Linked DNA regions of Sus scrofa: region 2 is linked to region 1. Evidence: chromatin contacts called from public HiChIP or PLAC-seq data. All regions are on one chromosome and are shown on one strand. The core of a region is the stretch at or near the end of the contact, and the rest is flanking DNA. Distances in the headings are between cores, read along the strand shown. Region 1 has its middle 200 kb from the start of IRF2BP2. Region 2 has its middle 42 kb from the start of TOMM20.

The links. HiChIP or PLAC-seq counts read pairs in DNA pulled down with a chosen protein or histone mark.
Region 2: a contact with region 1 is called in an H3K27ac HiChIP or PLAC-seq map of skeletal muscle. The contact joins two enhancer-like sites. A contact is called at or near these places in 3 of 47 Hi-C or Micro-C datasets (blood and embryonic fibroblasts) and 2 of 2 datasets of contacts at active chromatin or transcription factors (alveolar macrophages and skeletal muscle).

What each region holds. Positions count from the first base shown.
Region 1 is chr14:56,338,387-56,344,909 of Sscrofa11.1, forward strand. No RefSeq gene overlaps it. Among named protein-coding and RNA genes, the nearest start is that of IRF2BP2, 200 kb to the right of the region's middle. Within about 2 kb of position 2,700, at least 28 of the 83 cell types and tissues checked have an H3K27ac peak or open chromatin away from gene starts, as enhancers often do. A contact at or near this core is called in alveolar macrophages and skeletal muscle, where this site is marked.
Region 2 is chr14:56,151,327-56,157,849 of Sscrofa11.1, forward strand. No RefSeq gene overlaps it. Among named protein-coding and RNA genes, the nearest start is that of TOMM20, 42 kb to the left of the region's middle. Within about 2 kb of position 3,910, at least 54 of the 83 cell types and tissues checked have an H3K27ac peak or open chromatin away from gene starts, as enhancers often do. A contact at or near this core is called in alveolar macrophages and skeletal muscle, where this site is marked.

The DNA.
Region 1 (6,523 bases), core at 1,450-3,949:
TTGGGCCGCTCCCGCGGCATATGGAGGTTCCCAGGCTAGGGGTCGAATCAGAGCTGTAGCCACTGGCCTACGCCAGAGCCACAGCAACTCGGGATCCGAGCCGCGTCTGCAACCTACACCACAGCTCATGGCAACACCGGATCGTTAACCCACTGAGCAAGGGCAGGGACCGAACCCGCAACCTCATGGTTCCTAGTCGGATTCGTTAACCACTGCGCCACGACGGGAACTCCCCCACTCCTCTTCTTTTGTTCAGTTCCTTGGTGCATTGTGCAAGTTCCCTGGCTTAACAGGTGTTTGCTTTTTGGCGGCTCTCTCACTTCTTCCTGGTACAGGTCCTCCCTCCCCTCCCCACCTGCAAGAGACTCGAGGCCTTGAAGTTGATAAACCCTGTCAAATATATTTGCATAAATTCTTCTTTTTGTCTTTCAAGCTACAAGACCTAGATTTTGCTTTGTCTTAATGGGCTTGATCACATGTTGTATAGAATGCTGCTTGCTTGCTTGCTTCTGAGTGGTACTGGGTCCTCAGGGCCTGCATACATAACCAACAACATAATTCATAGAATCTAGTGAAAAATAGAACTGCAGGGATCCTTGCTCAATAGTTATTAAAATTTTCAAGTGAGTGACAGCAGAGCATTGGACCAAGAGCTTGCCTCCATGAAATCTGTTATTTCTACATAAATAAATTCTTATGACTAAGCCTAGGCATGATCTGTGACTTAGCCTTCATTTGTTTCTTAGCTATTTTTAACTTGCAAACCAAGATTATTCTATCTCTCTCAGTGCTTTGAAATCTTCCACTGACCTCTGGTTTCTGTTGTTGCTATCAAAAAGTCTGCTGTCAGAGCTTCCTGGTGGCTCAGTGGGTTAAGGATCTTTGTCATTGCTGTGGTGTGGGTTCCATCCCTGGCCCTGGAACTTCCCCATGCCGTGGGTACAGCCCCCCCCGAAAGTCTCCTGTCAGGTTAACTCTTGTTTCTGTTGTCAAACTATTTTCCCCACTGATTTATTTTGCCTTTGGCAGTTTTTTCTTACAATGTATCTATTTTTATGTATCTTGTTTTGACCTAATTTTGCTTCCTGGATCTGATTTTCATCCCATTTTAGAAAATTCCCAGCCACTACCTTTTAAAATATTACCTCTTGCCCTGTTTTTTTTCTCTCTGGAGGTCCAGTGTGGTAGATGCTAGAACTTTTCATGTCTTCTTTTCATTTTTAAAACCACTTTATCTTTGGGTGCTGCACTCTAGGTAATCTCCTTCCAAATAATTTTCTGGATCTCCAATTCTCTCTTCAGCTGTCTCATCTGATCTTTAAACCCACTGGCTGAGCTTTTTCTTTTAATGATACACATTTCATTTCTAGACTTATATTTAGTCTTTTTTTCAAATATATTTGGTCTTTGAAAAAGAGTCTGATAGTATTATTCATAATTTTGACTTCTCCTTTTGCATTTTAATTATCTTGACCATATTTTTTTTTCTTGATAGTTTCATTATCTGATGTTCTTGGGGAGCCTGTGGTTCAATATCCATGTCGCCTATTGTGTGTGTTACTTTGGTTCTGTGTGGACTCTTGCTCTTGTCTCCTAAAGCATTTTAAAGCATTTTATAGTTTTTGACTGTGAGCTCCTAATTTTAAAAAATGCTCACTCTCAGGATCTTGTGTGGCCGAGGTTGAGGATCTGTTTCTATAGAGAAGTTTTTCAATTTCTTTAGCAACTTCCCCTATGATATTATGAGATTAGAACTCTTTTTATGTTACTTAATTGATTTCTAGACCATGCAGGTGAATACATTTAAATTCAAACCTGTGTGAAGTGTGGCCTGTGGTTATGAAACTCAAGGTGACTTTTTTTCCCTGCCAGAGCTCCAAGTGCCCAGACAGCCAAAGTGTCAGCACCTGCCCTGCTGTTCAGCCTGCTCTGGTCTCAGGGATTTCCTTTGCTGATCTCAGCTGTGCTATTAAAACTGTGTTTGTTATTTTTGTAGGCATATCTAGGTATTTTGTGGCCGGAGGTTTTTCAGATTCTCCTTTATGATATTGCTACAAATGATAGTTCCTGTCATTCTGCATTTCTGAGCTCAGAAAAAGCCTTCTCACTATGGATTACATATTTTGAGATCTCTTTCGATGTTAGAAACATCTTTTGGAGGAGGCCAGGAGCCCTGACTAAATTCATGGCAGTTCTGTTGTGCTGATCAGAAAGTACTCCTCCTTTTTATATATGGCTGTTAGTTAGATGAGACTTTGATTTTGTTCTGCAAAAGAAAACAGCTAATGTACTCTTTGCTAAAAATGACTGGCGTGCACAAATGGCTGGATTTATTTAGAAGGAACATGTGAGATGTTTAAACAGATCTTGGGAATTTGAGGACGCTGGGAGGGTTGCTCAGCACTGAAGGGAAAACAGAGGGAGAAAGGCATTTCACATCCCTGGGCCACGCTTGTGCTCTAGCTTCAAAAAATGCAAGGATTTCTCTCTGTGCTTCCTTCCTTTTGTCATTGAATTTTCTGCCCCTTAATGATCTGCTTTACAGAAAATGAGAAAGTCTTTGCCCAAAGAAGCTCCAGAGAAGTGAAGTCAGATTACTGTAAAAGGCTTTGCGGCTGAGTCAGCAGGGAGGGCAGCTGGAGATCATTTCCTGTCTCAGCCTGGAGAAGGGCGCTACCCAGGAAAGGGATGTCTGAGCTGGAAGGACTCTAGTTGGTTCCTGAACCTCTCCAGGGACCTGCAAGGCTCACTGCATGGACTGTTCTGATAGCCAGACAGGAAAAATATAGCCCTGCGGACCAGGAAGGAAATTCATTCATTTGTTCATTCATTCATCACTCTTACTTCCTATTAAAGTGAGGGGGGGTGTCTGGGGAATTTAGGCAGGAAACTTTCAATATGAATAGATATATGCACTTAACTTTTGTTGTTGTTGTTGCGTGTTTTGCTTTTACTATTTTTAGAAACATTTATCGAAGTACAGTTAATTTTTTTATTGTTGCTTTTTGGTTTGAAAACCTTATTTGCTCTGAAGGCAAAACACTTAATGATGCTCAGTGGTTTTGTTGTTACTATTCTGTGAATGTGTTTTTTAGAAAAAAAGATGGTTCAGTGGCATGGCCTTTGCCAATGAGGGAATTCTGGGCCTATTCGTTCATTCATTTTTTTCCATTCAAATAGTATTTATCCAGCATTATGCTATGTAAGGCTTTGTACTAGTGCTTTTGGTCTAAAAAGGCAAATTATAAATGGTCCCTGCCCTTGGGAATCTCAAAGTCTAATGCCTTGAAAAGAGGCCAGGGAGTTCCCTTTGTTCCTCAGCAGGTTGACTCGTATCCATGAGGTTGTGGGTTTGATCTTCGCCTCACTCAGTGGGTTAAGTATCCAGCGTTTTGTGTAGGTCACAGATGCAGCTTGGATCCTGCATTCCTGTGCATGCACAGAAAAGGCTAAATGAGACCAAATTACTCTTCAAATAATCTAAGCAGAGATTCACAACGAATAGTTCCATAGCTTTTATTATTATTATTATTATTATGGTGATAAAGGAGACATAACATAACAACCGTTTTAGCCATTTTTCAGGGACGTTTTCATTCACGTTATTGTGCAACTACCATCACCATCCATTTCTAGAACTTTGTCATCTTCCCAAACTGAAACTCTGTCCCCATGAGACACCAGCTCTCCCTTCTCATCCTGGCAACCACCATGCTGCTTTCTGTCTCTCTGAGCTGGACTCCTCGAGTTACCCCTACAAGTGGAATCATGCCACATGGGTCCTTTTGTGCCTGGTGCATCCATAACTTTTTTAATCGAAGGAAACAGGCTTTACAGAAACAAAAACCTCAGCCTTGTCCCTGACTGATTCACCACTTGACTGGGCCCAGGGTAAGACAGTCAACTTTTCCTAATGCCCTCAGCTCTACAATAGCTCAACTGCTTTATAATCTTTTTTTTTGGAAAAGTCCATCCCAGTGCGTGATATTAATCAGTTCATGTCTGCTGACATTTTTATAGTGCTTAGGAGGCTGCCGCTCCCTGGAGACTCCACACAGCATCCCTCCATGGGTGGCGGCACAGTGAGGTCAGAAGCTCACAGGTGGGCCAGCACCTTGGCTCTGCAGAAAGCCTGCTGCTTCCATAGGCTGCACGTTTCCCAGGGCTTTGAGTAGAGAGCCCCACTGTTCCCAAAGCCCAGCTGCCTGCCAGAAACCCAGGCCCTGCGGATGTCCCTGCCCTGCCCTCCTCCCCCTCATTGACGTGAACTCTGAGCCGGGCTGTTTAGCATCTTTCCTCTGGAGCCAATCAGACACCTGCCAAAGAGCGCCATCTTTTGTGTCCCTTGCTATATTTGAGATCTTTCATGCATTGGGAGTCCTCAGTGGGGTTAGAGAAAGACCTGAAGTCAGGAGGAGGACTGGGTCAAGTTTCCAATTGTATTTCTGGGGCAGTTGGATGTGAAGTGACATGTGTAATTTACAGTGGGCATGGTTTGATGCCATTTTCTTGGGGTTACTTTTTTTGCATATTCTTTTCCACAATGGTTCATCCCAGGATATTGAATATAGTTCCCTGTGCTCTGCAGTAGGATTTTGTGGTCTATCCGTTCTCTATATAATAGTTTGCATCTGCTCATCCCAACCTCCTGCTCCACCCCTCCCGCAATGGGGTCTGATATTTTTTTTTTTTTTTTTTTTTTTTTTTTTTTTGTCTTTTTGCTATTTCTTTGGGCCGCTCCCGCGGCATATGGAGGTTTCCAGGCTAGGGGTCGAATCAGAGCTGTAGCCACTGGCCTAGGCCAGAGCCACAGCAACTCGGGATCCGAGCCGCATCTGCAACCTACACCACAGCTCACGGCAACACCGGATCCTTAACCCACTGAGCAAGGGCAGGGACTGAACCCACAACCTCATGGTTCCTAGTCGGATTCGTTAACCACTGCGCCACGACGGGAACTCCGGGTCTGCTTCTTATTCCACCAGAATATAAGATCTACACAGGCTGGTCTGATCACTGTTGTATCCTTAGCCCAGAAGACAGCCTGGAACCAAGCATGAATATCTCCTCCAAGTAGGAGGAAACATCCCGTTGTCAGGATATTTGCTACATCAAGCAATACACAGAAAACAGTGTTATTAGAAACCAGAATATGAGACCATTAATAAATTCACTCATGCTACTTAATCAAGAAATATTCCCACCTATCTCTCTCTGACTGACTTCCTTTGGTCTGAGAATCTCTAGTTGCATCCATGTTGCTGCAAATGCCAGTATTTCCTTCTTTTTCATGGCTAAGTAGCACCTATATGTGGGATATAAAATATGGCACAAACGAACCCATATAGAAAACAGAAACAGACTCACGGACATAGAGAATAGACTTGTGGTTGCCAAGGGGGGGGGAGGGAGAGGGATGGACTGAGAGTTTGGGGTTAGCAGATGCAAACTATTACATTTAGAATTGGTAAGCAATGAGGACCTACTGTACAGCACAGGAAACCATGTCCAATCTCTTGGGCTGGATCATGATGGAAGGTAATATGAGAAAATGAGTGTATATATATGTATTACTGGATGACTTTGCTGTACAGCCGAAAATGGCACAACATTGTAAACCAACTATACTTTAATAAAAAAATACATAAAAAATAAAGACACCGGAGTTCCCTTCATGGATCAGTGGTACGAACCCGACTAGTAACTATAAGGACAGGGGTTCAATCCCTGGCTTTGCTCAGTGGGTTAAGGATATGGCGTTGCCATAAGCTGTGGTGTAGGTTGCAGACATGGCTTGGATCTGGCATTGCTGTGGCTGTGGCTGTGACAGGCAGCTCTAGCTCCAATTTGACCCCTAGCCTGGGAACTTCCAAATGCCTCAGGTGTGGCCCTAGAAAGACAAATAAATAAAGAATAAAAAAAAAAAAGATACATAACTTTAAAAAGGAAATATTCCTGCCTATTCTAACTCTTTCAAAAACTAAAATAGAAGGAAAAAAAAACTCATTCTCTTTAAAAAATTTAATGAGTTACTTTATCCTAAAATGATATTACTAATTACCTTTCTTCTTAACACATTTCATTTCATTTCTTAACACAATCTTACGGATGTGTCAATGAAACATAGAATCAAAAAAGGTACTTAATTGCTTGAGTTTTCAGGATGTTTATCTCTATTGGTTCTCTGGTGTAGTTAAATGCTAATATTGCCACGGAAAATTGATGCAACTTTGGTGAAGCAATTGCTGTAACAGCGCCTCTGTGTAACATTTCCTTGTATAGGATTTTGAAAAAAAAAAAAAAAAAAAAAAAAAAAAAAGCTTAGGTCTTGGAAAATATTAGAAAAGTGCCTCTCTGCTGCTTACCATATAAGCACACAGCTTTCATTCCCCAGTGGACTCTGATTGGTTTTGACTGGGCACTTCCTCATTTGTCCCTGAGGTTCGGGGCCTCACTTCTGTTTTCTGACCACTGGACAGCCCTGTTGTCTTCGTGGAAGTCAGGCAGTGGGAGGTGACAGGGT
Region 2 (6,523 bases), core at 2,660-5,159, 190 kb before region 1:
GAGTTCCCATTATGGCTCAGCAGTTAAGATCCATGAGGATGTGGGTTTGATCCCTGGCCTTGCTCAGTGGGTTAAGGATCCAGTGTGCTGTGAGCTGTGGTGTAGGTCGAAGATTTAGCTCGGATCTGGCGTTGCTGTGGCTGTGGCGTAGGCTAGTAGCTGTAGCTCCGATTGGACCCCTAGCCTGGGAACCTCCATATGCCACGGGCACAGCACTAAAAAGAAAAAAAAAAACCAATCTCTTTTCAACTATATTTTCTGCTATTGCATGGACATGGCCATGGTTGTCCAAGACCACCAACTGCTGTACTGCCAGGGACGGCTTTAGTGCAATGATGGGTGAGGGCCGTTTGAAACCATGTGTACCTGTACAAATAATGGTTACTGGGTGGCTTCCATTGTCCAGACCAGCACAAGCTGGACCAAAAGTGATCAGGGGTTCCAAGCCTGGCTCCCTGGACTCTGCTGATCCCACCAGCCCCCTGTCCCTCGCCCTCCCTTCACCTGTCCTAAGCCAAAAAGAAAACCAAAGATGAATGCCAAACAGGTGTGTGCCGGAGTCAAATGCAGTCCTGGCCAAGGCGAAGGTGGCACTTTGAGGAGTGGAAGCCATGACTGGGTCAGTCTTGGAAATTCCTGTGATCTTGCCAGCGTGGTTGGGGGGGCAAATGATGTGGAGGTGCCCCGTGGTGCATGTGCACCCCTGCCAGTAGTGGCTGGTTGGGCTGGAGCCCTGACAGAGGCTTTGATTGAGACCCACAGTGAGACCTGCATTTGACATGGTCACTCTGCATGCACAGTTATAGGACTGAACAAAGCTTGGCCTCGTTGCATGTGACACACTGAAAAAAAAAAAAAATCTAATCACTTACATGTGGAATCTAAAAAGTGATGCAAATGAACTTATTTACAGGACAAAAATGGACTCCTAGACATAGAAAACAAACTTATGGTTACTAAAGGGGAAGGTGGGGGGAGGGGTAAATTAGGAGTTTGGGATGAACAGATACACATTACTGCACATAAAGTACATAAACAACAAGGACCCACTGTGTAGCACAGGGAAATATATTCAATATTCTATAATAACCTACGATGGAAAAGAATCTGAAAAAGAATATATGTATAGTCTGAATCACTGCTGTACACCTGAAACTAACATAACATTGTAAATCAACTATATTTCAATAATGATTTTTAAAAAATCTAGGAGTTCTTGTCGTGGCACAGTGGAAATAAAGCTGACTAGGAACCACGAGGATGTAGGTTCAATTCCTGGTCTTGCTCAGTGGGTTAAGGATCTGGCATTGCTGTGAGCTGTGGTGTAGGATGGCAGCTGCAGCTCCAATTGGACTCCTAGCCTGGGAACCTCCATATTGCACAGGTGCAGCCCTAAAAAGCAAATTAAATAAATAAATAAATAAAAATATGTAAAAAACAAAAGAAAAAATCTAAAATGTGGTTTTCCATCCACTGAATTGATTTCAGGGTCCCCCATTAGGTTGCAACCCTGAGTTTGACAAATGCACATATGCCTTGAAAGCCTTTTCTCAAAGACAACCTGTGACTTCTTGGTCTGTTGTGGAGTAAGGCACAGAACTTCTCTAATGTAAGGTTTAATTTAGGAAATACCCACTTAAAATTATGATTTCTTCAAATTCTACGAGCTGTAAGTTCGTACTGAAGGGATTTTTGCAGCTCTGATTTGAACCCTAGCCTGGGAACTTCTATATACCACATGTGTATCCCTAAAAAAGCAAAAAGCAAAAAAAAAAAAAAAAAAAAAAAAAGAACCACTTGTGGAGTTCCAAGGTGAAATGATTTCTTTTCTTTTTCTTTTTAGGGCCACACCTGCAGCACGTGAAAGGTCCCAGGCTAGGGGTTGAACAGGAGCTGTAGCCACCAACCTATGCCACAGCCACAGCAACATGGCGTCCAAGCCACATCTGCCACCTACATCACAGCTCACCACAACGTGGATCCTTAACCCACTGAGCGAGCCTAGGGATTGAACTCGCATCCTCATGGACACTGTGTGTTGCGTTCTTAATCTGTCGAGCCACAATGGGAACTCCAAAATACATTTCTTTTTCTTTTTTTTTTCCTTTTGGCCCTCCTGTGGCATATGGAGTTCCGGGCCAGGGATCACATCTGAGCCACAGTTTCGACCTAAGCCGCAGCTGAGACACTGTCAGATCTCTAACCCACTGTGCCGGGCCGGGGATGGAACCTGCGTCCCAACGCCCCCAAGACGCCGCCAATTCAGTTGTGCAACAGTGTAAACTCCTCCGTTGGCATTATTATGGGTTTACTTGAGGCACTATCTTCCCCAGTTTTTTGTAGACCCTTCCAGGGAGACGTATTTGGCTGCCGGGAGAGGCCGGCCGCTGTCAATCAACAGGGCGCCCTTTGCAAAGCCAGGATGCCTCCCCTCGCGGGGTCAGCTGGGGCTGTCCAGAGACTCTGCCTTGCACCTGCTCGCATGGCCACTAGATGGCACTGTTAGAACTGGAGAAAAGAGGCTGCTTCCCCTGAAACCGTTTTCCCCGTTCTAATCCTCTCCAAACTGTCATTTCCACCCATCTCCTTCCAAACAGAACAGAACGGAATCCTTTCATAGCCTGTTCCAGGGGCTATGCCCCCCACCCCGTCCATTCCTGGCTGCGTGCAAAAAGATTAGTGGCCCCCTCTGCCCTCTTTCCTGCCTTCATGCTGCCAATCCTTGCATCCTATTTTCGTATCTTTATCATTCTGTGTGTTGTGGGGGCCTCTAGGGTTCGGGGCAAATTATGGGAGGAGAAAGGGCAGTGAAAAACTTCTAAGGAAATGGGGACCTAAGAGAGAAAGCAGAAGTGCCTGCATTCCTTCTGGCCGCATGACTTGTGTTCCAGAAGAAAGAAGAAACCAGTGCTGCGTGCAAGGAGGCTGCGTGGAGAGGGGTCACTGGAGGTGGGGGCGGGGGGGGGGAAGGGAGGAATGTGCAGAGCGCAGGAAACGGGCTCCCGGGTGGCGGAATCTTGGCATCAGTTTGCGTGGCTTAAAGGCTTTCTGTTCTTGGCTTCCCAGCTGCCGCTGCGTCAAATCCCCCTGTACCGGGTCAAGGGTGGGAGGGGGCGTGGTCCTGGACGACACTCGCTTCATCCGCTGCTTTTGGCCTCTGGTTTTCAGCTCTGGCTGCCTCTTTCTCTGCTTGGGAGATGTGAATGCAGGGCAGACTAGAACATCAGGAGCTGGAGAGCTGAAAGCACAGCCGCCCGCCTCCCTTACACCCCGACCTCAGATTCCCCAGGCTGCCCACCACTGCCGCAGCTCCTTCTTCCAAAGGCAGGAGAAAAACGGCACCTCTTGGGAGGAATGCCCTGTGAGAAAAGCATTTTCCTGGGAGCTCCCATTGTGGCTCAGTGGGTTAAGAACCGGTTAGTATCCATGAGGATGCAGGTTCAATCCTTGGCCTCCATCAGTGGGTTAAAGATCTGGCATTGCTGTGAGCTGTGGTGTAGGTCACAGATGTGGCTCCAATCCTGAGTTGTTGTAGCTGTGGCATAGGCCGGCCGCCAAAGCTCTGATTCAACCCCTAGCCCAGAAACTTCCATGTGCTGCAGGTGCGGTCCGAAAAAAGAAAAAAAGAAAAAGAAAATAAAAAGGAAAGCATTTTCCCCTAACAATGGCCAGGAAATACTGTCTTAACTGATATTCTCTAGGATGAGGATGTGTGCTGCCCTCTTGGCAGAGCCATTTGAAGGTTTATTCAACCACTCAAACGCCCAGGAGACACAGTTCCCAACCTCCCAGAGGCCCACACAACACACACACACACACACACACACACACACACACACCACACACGCACGGGGTTGGCCAACCCTGACTTTGAATGGGGACTGGGCCAGCTCGCCCAGCCCGCCTGCAGGCAGGAGGTCACTCTGCTGACTCAGGCCCAGGCTGGGGCAGGTGCCTGCCTTCAACCCTTGAGTTACATCAGGCTTTTCATCTTCAAAGGGCCTTCCCCGGATTAACCCATTAGTCACCCCCAGGAAAGCCACGGAGCAGGTTATTCTCATCCTCATTAAGGCCGTGGTGGGGTGGGGGGAGGCGTGAGGCCCCGCCCCAGGCCAGGGAGAGCTTGGCGTTGGGTGCAGGGGGGCAGCGTCCCTGGGCGACGTCTCTGCTCGGTCAGGAGGCTGGAGCTCCTGACCAGGCAGCAGCAGGCAGAGCCATGGAGGGGCGAGGGGAGGAGGTTGGAGAGTCTCGGAGATGCAGGCACTTTGACACAGGCTCACCCACTGCGGCTCCACCATCTGCTCCAAGCAGTTCAGAACCCGATGATGTTGATGGGACTCCAACAACCCTACCTTCCAAGCCATCCAGGGATTCGAGAAAGGCGCCTTGGAACACTTCCTGCGTCTGCAGGAGGAGTTCCAATGAATAAAAATGATAAAGTACTGGTCACTAAAGCACCTTGCAGATCAAAAGTGTGATGTGGATGCTGAGAAGGGCGAGGCCCCACATCCCTCCAGGTCATGCTGTGCCGTGGGTTTGTCTTCCTGCTGGGGGAACGATGCAGAAGGTTAGAGAGTTTTAGGAGGTAAGTCTGTGCCCTGGTGACAGAATGAGGAGCAGAAGCACCTTCTGGAAGCCAGACAGCAGAGCAATCCTCTCAGTCAACCTTGTCTGCAGCTGCTTCTTATAAATTTGGCATAAATATGTGCTTGGGAACGCCAGGGCGGCGTATCTGGAAAATATTTTCTACCATTCGAAAACACACACACACACACACACACACACACACACACACACACACGCCTGGAAAGGAAAAAAAACCATAACAGAAATTGTGCATAATACAGAGTGGCTTCACTTGTGGTTTTTTTCCATTACTTCCTCAGTTCATTTTTCTGCTGCCAATTTTAGAAGGCCATAAGTCACAGTTGTTGTTAAACTTTGTCAGTTAAAATGTAACTCTAAGAACAAGTCATGAGACGTTGGAGCCAAGTGGCTTTTTGGAGAGCAGGGCTGGTGGGAGGCAGCCTGTCTCCGCTTCTCAGGTCTTCTGTGCTGTGTGTTAACAGTCGTGCCCATAAGGCAGTCCTGGCCCCCTCGGGCCCAAGTTCTGTCACCGCTCCCAAGGGCCACCTATCAGAGGAAATGAGGCTTTTCAGCGTTGGCTCTGTGTGACTCAGGGACACAATGCCCCCACACCAGTGCACCGCTTTTCTTTCTCTTAGAAGGGACTGGAGTCACTTTTCTCATACACGTCCACCCAGCAGAACCAGAAATCAGGAGGCAGGGAGTTCCTGTTGTGGCTCAGTGGTAATGAACCCGACTAGGATCCATGAGAATGTGGGTTTGATCCCTGGCCTCGCTCAGTGGGTTAAGGATCCGGCATTGCCCTGAACTGCGGTGTAGGTTGCAGACGTGGCTCAGATCCCATGTTGCTGTGGCTGTGGTGTAGGCTGGTGGCTACAGCTCCGATTCGACCCCTAGCCTGGGAACCTCCATATGCCATGGGTGCAGTTCTAAAGAGAAAAAAAAAAGAAAGAAGAAATAAGGAGGCAAAGAGAAGGGCCTGGTTGGCTGAGGCCAGGACTGCCCAGTGCCCTCACATCTCCTTGGAGGAGCTGCAGAGTCTGGGGTGGGTACCTCTGTGCCATAGGCAGCTGGACTGTGCCGGGCTGGGAGCCTTCGAGGGCAGGACCCTGAGCTTCCCCAGCAGTGCTGGCAGTGAAGGCAAGGCCAGGGAGGCAATAGCGCTTACAGAGACTTGTGCGTAAAAGTGGAATAAAAGACAAAACCCCAGATGAGCCTTCAGTGAGGTGAGGCAGCGGGAAGGGCTCCAGCTTCACACGGTCCCCATCTTTTGTGTCTCCTTCTGCCCCTCTTGCTTTTCCTCAGTCCCTCTGTCACAGAAGCCACCTTGTGGTCTCAGAGCAGGGGAAGCCAGGACGTGTGTGTGTGTGTGCGGTGGGGGGGGGGCTTTCTCAGCAGCCTGGCCACTAAACCTTGAGCCTGAGGCCCCTAAACCCCTCGTGAGGACACCAGGATCGGGACCATTGCTCTGAAAAACCAGATCACTGATTTAAGCCTGGAGCCCAGCAGGGACGTTATGGGTTGGACCGCCGGGTCTGATGCCAGGCTGCCTTCGGGATAAAGCACAGTTCTCCTTGTGTCCATCTATCACAAGCGAACAAGAGTGCCGGCCCCCATCTGCTCCCCAGGGGCCCACGCCCTGCCCGGGTGGCACAGAACCTTGGAGCAAGGGCGGAGCCGGGATGCTGGGGTGGCTGCGCATCTCTTGCGCCTTCTTTCCTCCTTTAGGGTTGGAGTTTTGGGTTCACCCATTCATTCCTTCACTCCTCTGGCAAATACACAGGCCAGAGCGACCGTGTTCACAGCTCTGTGCTGGCCCTGCAGACACTGGTGAAGTCAGTCCCTGTCCTCATGGAGTTTCCATCCAAGTGGGGCAGATGGACAGACGGACTTGGGCCTTTTGCACAGGATGCCGACTACAGCCCTGAAGAGACAC